Regions from separate parts of the Macaca mulatta genome. Here region 1 is linked to region 2. The links are chromatin contacts, called in public Hi-C maps. All regions are on one chromosome and are shown on one strand. Each heading gives the region's core, a stretch centred on a gene start, on an enhancer-like site or on the middle of the called end of the contact. The rest is flanking DNA. Distances are from core to core; before and after follow the strand shown. Region 1 holds the start of RPS13 (ribosomal protein S13). Region 2 holds the start of PIK3C2A (phosphatidylinositol-4-phosphate 3-kinase catalytic subunit type 2 alpha).

Region 1 (2,700 bases), core at 140-2,639, 120 kb after region 2:
TTCAACGCATGGTTGTGTACCAGCACTGAGTCAGTCTTTTTCTTTCCTTTTTTTTTTTTTTTTTTTTTTTTTTTAAGACAGAGTGTTGCTCTGTTGCCCAGGTTGGCGCGCCGTGGTGCTATCTCGGCTCACCGCAATCTCCTTCACGGCTCCAGCGATTCTCCAGCCTCAGCCTCCTTCGTAGCTGGAACCAAAGGCACCAGCCAGCACGCCCGGCTAATTTTTTGTATTTATCGAGACGGCGTTTCGCCATGTTGCCCAGGCTAGGTCTGTCTTAAAAGAGCTTCTTCCGGCCAGGCGCGGTGGCTCACGCCTGTAATCCCAGCACTTTGGAAGGCCGAGGCGGGCGGATCACCTGAGGTCAAGAGTTCAAGGCCAGCCTGACCAACATGGAAAAACCCATCTCTACTAAAAATACAAAATTAGCTGGGCGTGGTGGCGCATGCCTGTGATCCCAGCTACTCAGGAGGTTGAGACAGGAGAATCGCTTGAACCCGGGAGGCGGAGGTTATGGCAAGCCGAGATCGCGCCATTGCACTACAGCCTGGGAGTCAAGAGCGAAACTCCGTCTCAAAAAAAAAAAAAAAAAAGCTATTTCCTTGACGGTTCCTTTTTCCCAGGAAATTCAAATGCCTCATTTTATCCCTCATCCTCTTGGCCTTTGCAATCTTGCTCCCAAGGCTCTTCCCTGCCCACCAACTGTCTCACTTGGGAACACGGCTCCGTAAGCCTCTGCCCAACCCTTCTCCCCAGACAGTCCAGCGCCCCAAAGCCCTGCGCAGGGGAATTCGAGTGCGGAGGGCGGCAGGCATCCGCGGGGACCTGGTTCAACTCCTTAGACCGTTTCTTCACCGTCAGTGACTCTCCCGTGACAGATAAGAGTAGGATTTAGAAATGAGAAATGGAAGCGCCGGCTGGGGGGTAGCTGCAGCCATGGCTTCCCGTGTGGTCATCACATGCTATTGTATCTGTTATTTCATTAGGCGCAGGGCCGACTCTGAGGTATCTAGTTCCAGGGCAAAGCCAGGCACTGGTGAATGAGCAAACACCTGTGTATGGCTGATTCTTCTAGCCCTACCTGCTCCATGCCCACCCACAGCGCAGCATTCGAATCTTTATGATCTCGGAGTCCGAAGTAGGGAATTTCAACGCAAGCTGCTGTCAGCCTCAAATTCCCGCTCTGGCCACAAGGCTGATCAAAGACCGATGCATGCCGGGATGAGGCCCGGCCGACTGACGAATCGCTTGCGACGCTGAAATGCATTTCGGGAGATGTAGTCACACAGACGACGGTGACTGCGCAGCGTAGCTCCGCCTCCTGCGTGCGAGGAAGCGTGGACGTGTGAGGTCACTTCCTGCGTGTTGGGTGGCTTCCTACGGCGTTTGCATCCTCGCTCTCCTTTCGCTGCCTGACTGCCGCCATCATGGGTCGCATGCATGCTCCCGGGTGAGCTCGGGGCATCGAACCGGATTGCTGGGCGGGTGTGGGAGGAAGAGAGGGAGTGTGGGCAGCGGGCCGAGGGGATGATGTTCTGGGCTGCTCAGGCACGAGCCGACACCTCACTTAGAGACTGCTTCTCTCCCCAGGAAGGGCCTGTCCCAGTCGGCTTTGCCCTATCGACGCAGCGTCCCCACTGTAAGTAGCGCGCTGGGACCGGGGAGAATCCGAGGAGGGGGGTGGCATTTGTCTCGGGTGAAGCGACGCCGGGGTGAGGAACTTGCGTGTATGAGGAGCGCGGTTTTGCGGGTGGAGAGGGCGCTGTGCTTAGGCGGCATTCCTGGGTTCTCATCTTAAGGTTGCTTTCTATTCCATAACAGTGGTTGAAGTTGACATCTGACGACGTGAAGGAGCAGATTTACAAACTGGCCAAGAAGGGCCTGACTCCTTCACAAATCGGTGAGTGTTTGTGTAGCCTCTTTCGCCTGTCCTCGTGTGACTTGTAGGATCTAGTAGGTGGTAACGTTATTTTAAAAATCGCAAAAACTATGGTCTCGGCACCGTGCTACAGGCATCATTGTAAGCACTTTACGTGTACTGATCTCGTTTAATTCTGACCACAATACTTTGAAATAAATCTTCGTGGCTTTCCCCCCAGTTTACAGTTGAGGATCCAGAGGCACAGTGCAGCTGGATACTAACCAGCCCCAAATCACACAGCTCTCAAGTGGAGGAGTTGGAATTGGCTAAGCAGAGTGCCTGATACAGTTCTTCACAGTTAGGTGTGGTTTGAATCTCAGTTGCATGTGACTTCGTGCAAGTGGCTTCATTCAGCAAATGTTTGCCTTCTGTGTGCTGAACATGGTTCTGGGGCCTGAGAATATACTAGCCTCCTACTCCCCCGCCCAAAAAAGCCAGCGGCAATGTGCCTGTATTTCCAGATACAGGTGCAAAGGTGGGAGGATCACTTGAGCCCAGAAGTCCTAGGCTGCAGTGAGCTATGATGAAGCCACTGCACTCCTGGGTGACAGAGAGGCGCCACCTTTTTTTTTTTCTTCTTTTTTTTTTGAGACAGAGGCTTGCTCTTGTCGCCCATCCTGGAGTGCAGTGGCACGATCTCAGCTCACTGCAACCTCCACCTCCTGGATTCAAGCGATTCTCCTGCCTCAGCCTCCCGCATAGCTGGGATTACACGCACCCACCACCAGGCCTGGCGAATTTGTGTGTTTTTTTGTTTTTGTTTGAGACGGATTCTCACTCTG
Region 2 (2,700 bases), core at 138-2,637:
GATCAGAAGATAAAGCAGAACAATGCTGCGGAACTAAGTTGATTTCTAAGGGACATTCTTCTAGAACGTGTAGCCTGCCTGGAAGTGTGTGTGCATGGAGGAGGGGCGGGTTTGGGGGGAAAGAAAGGAGTAAGAAGTGGGGGTGCACAAGAGCCGGTAGCTACAGCCATAAGAAATAATCACACATTTGCTTCTAGAATTCCCCATAGAATAGAAACTCCATCCAATTTTCCCATCCCTGGGGAGGTGTAGGCATGTTTATTACAGCGCTATGAGGGATTCATCCACTCCACACTCCCCATTGCCCTAGCCCCCTTTCTCCGACCCCCGTCCCAGCCAAATCAGACCATTTTTTCTTTCCCGTTATTTGCTGAAGGTTCAACTTCTCTTAGAGCCTTCTAATTATGCGTATATACATATAGGCTGATAATTTTTAGTTTAGGCTGAGAAATGCAGGCTAAATCAGTCTGCTACATTAGATAGTGAACGTCTGGATGATGTGGACCCCCTTCTCCTATTGCTTAAAGGACAATCTGTTGTAAAATGCTATGGAATCTTTCCTCTCCGCTTAACATCTTTGTGCCCCAGAAGCACCATCTGTAAATGGGGATAATTTTCCTATCTCTTCCCATGGTTACGTAATTTTTAAATCTCACACATGAGGACCAAACGACAAGCATAATCTCATTAAATTCTCAATAAGAAGGTATTATTATGGAGATTGCATGTGAAAATACTTTGTAATGTAGAAAGAGTCGTCTGGCTGTGAGTTATTATCATGGGGATATCTTCCTTACCTGGCTGTTGTGAGGATGAAACGAGATGCCGACCTGAAAGCGTTTTACGTGCTATCAAGCATTTTACAGAAACCACGTGATAGGCTACTAATTACCCACCGTACACCACCTGACCCACCATGAGGCCTCGGTAAATGCTGGTTGGAGTGGAGGAGTTTAAGTCTCGCCTGTTCCTTTCAGTCTTCCAATCACAAAGTAATCTCGGCGCCGCCGGGGGCCAAGACACAAATCTGGGAACCTCAGCCTAGACGGAGGAGGGTGCGGAGTCCCGGGAGAGGGGGTAGGAACAATAGGGTACTTCAGTGCGGGGCTTCGGACGCAGGGCCCGAGGAGCGGCCAGCTGGGGTGTCCTGGGAGCTCCCCTCCCCAGGTCTGGGGTGTGCACGGAGAGGGTCCGGAGCCTGCTCAGCATTCCCCGGGAGGGATCCGGACCCTGGTCCCCTGGGCTCGTGCTCCCCAGCGCCCCAGCTCCCTTGCTCACGCCACACGGGCAGCGACAAAGCCCCGCCCGCCCGCTCAGGTAGGCCGTCCGCGCCAGCCAATTCACAACAAGCCCGGGCGGGGAAGGCGGTGCTTCCCTGGTCGGAAGTGACGTGCTGGCTTGGCTGGCTGTGGAGTCGGCCGAAGCTCTCGGCGGCGGCTGAGCCAGCTGAGGGGAAAAATGGCTCGGACTGTGGCGGCTTCGGCGGCTCAGGTTGTAGTAGAGGCGGAGGCTCAGGCAGCTTGAGGTGAGGAGCGGTCGGTGCGGCTGGGGACGATATTCGGGATCCTGCTCTGCGAGGGTGGAGAGGGGCCCCGGGGTTCCCGGGCTGGAAGGGTCTCTTGTCGCGGCCCCCAGTGCCTTGGGTGCCCGCGTCTGACCCTCCATCCCGTGCTCTTGGCGCTGCCCAGCCCGACTCCCCTCCCTCCGGGCCTTACTTCCCCGCAGGCCGTCGGCAAGTGCTGCGCTGGAGGTGCTAGGAGCCCGCGTCCCCACCAGGCCCCTCTTGTCGGGAGCGGAGGTGCGCCTGGGAGTTAGTTTTGTCCCACAGAAGGAGGGCAGGCCCCCTGGCCCGCCGGCCCCCCCTCCCCAGCCTTGTCCCGCGGGACCGGGCTGGAGCCGCAGTGGCCGGTCCTATTCTCTTGGCGGATTGTTCTGGCGAGTGTGTGTGTTGCACTTCTCAGTGACGGCCCCTTCTTTCACCTCCTGTCCCATCTCTGGCTCTGGGGGCCAAGGATACTTTTTCTTCTCCCCGGGCCCCCCACTCCCACCGCGTTGCTTGTGGCTGCGAATCCACTTGCTTTGGGAAGACTTTTCTTTCAGTGTGTATTTAGCGCATCATCCTTCTGAGAGAGCGGTCAGATTAAAAAATACTAGCTTAACTCTTCCTGAGGGACGGAGGAATAATAAATAATTGAAAAAAAAGGCACATACTTATTTTCCTCACTGAATTTTTGCCTTTAAAAACGAGATTCTCTAGCTGTGGAATTATTTTGCGGGGGGCGGGGAGGAGGGATTGAGGAGGGAAATGAGGAAGGAGAAACTAAGGAGAAAAGTCTGGAGATGAACGTGGAAGAGAGAGCCTGTTGTGGTTCTTTTCCTATACTGGCCTGATATAAATTGAGGTTATAATTATATTCTTATTTTGAACAGTGGGGGTTTGAATTAAGTGAAACGAAGGAGGCCTTCCTCTTTGAACAAGATTAGTTATTAAAGAAATGTCCTGAAATCTTTCCTAGTGGGTTTCAGGCAGAAAAGCTCTATTGGGAAAATTTTTAAATATATTGTAGCATCAAAGGCCACAGCATAGAAGAGATGCAAGAAGAAAGCTGTTTGCAGGGGAATGGTGAAGACATAGTAGAAAGGGGGAAGGCTGCACAGAAGTCCAGGAACTAATTCCAGGAGAGACTTTGTACCTTTGCC

Evidence for each region. A called contact is a pair of places that touch in the nucleus more often than the background predicts.
Region 1: a Hi-C map of fetal cortex germinal zone shows a contact between it and region 2, with 2.7 times the contacts expected there. The contact joins the promoter of RPS13 here to the promoter of PIK3C2A in region 2. A contact is called at or near these places in 3 of 14 Hi-C or Micro-C datasets (cortical neurons, fetal cortex germinal zone and liver).

Annotation. Positions count from the first base shown.
Region 1 is chr14:48,383,514-48,386,213 of T2T-MMU8v2.0, forward strand. RPS13 (ribosomal protein S13) reads left to right here and starts at 1,390. Exons shown (of 6, transcript NM_001265917.1): 1 at 1,390-1,447; 2 at 1,588-1,636; 3 at 1,819-1,897. The coding sequence starts at 1,425.
Region 2 is chr14:48,258,649-48,261,348 of T2T-MMU8v2.0, forward strand. It overlaps PIK3C2A (phosphatidylinositol-4-phosphate 3-kinase catalytic subunit type 2 alpha), which reads left to right and starts at 1,388. Exons shown (of 34, transcript XM_077963183.1): 1 at 1,388-1,525.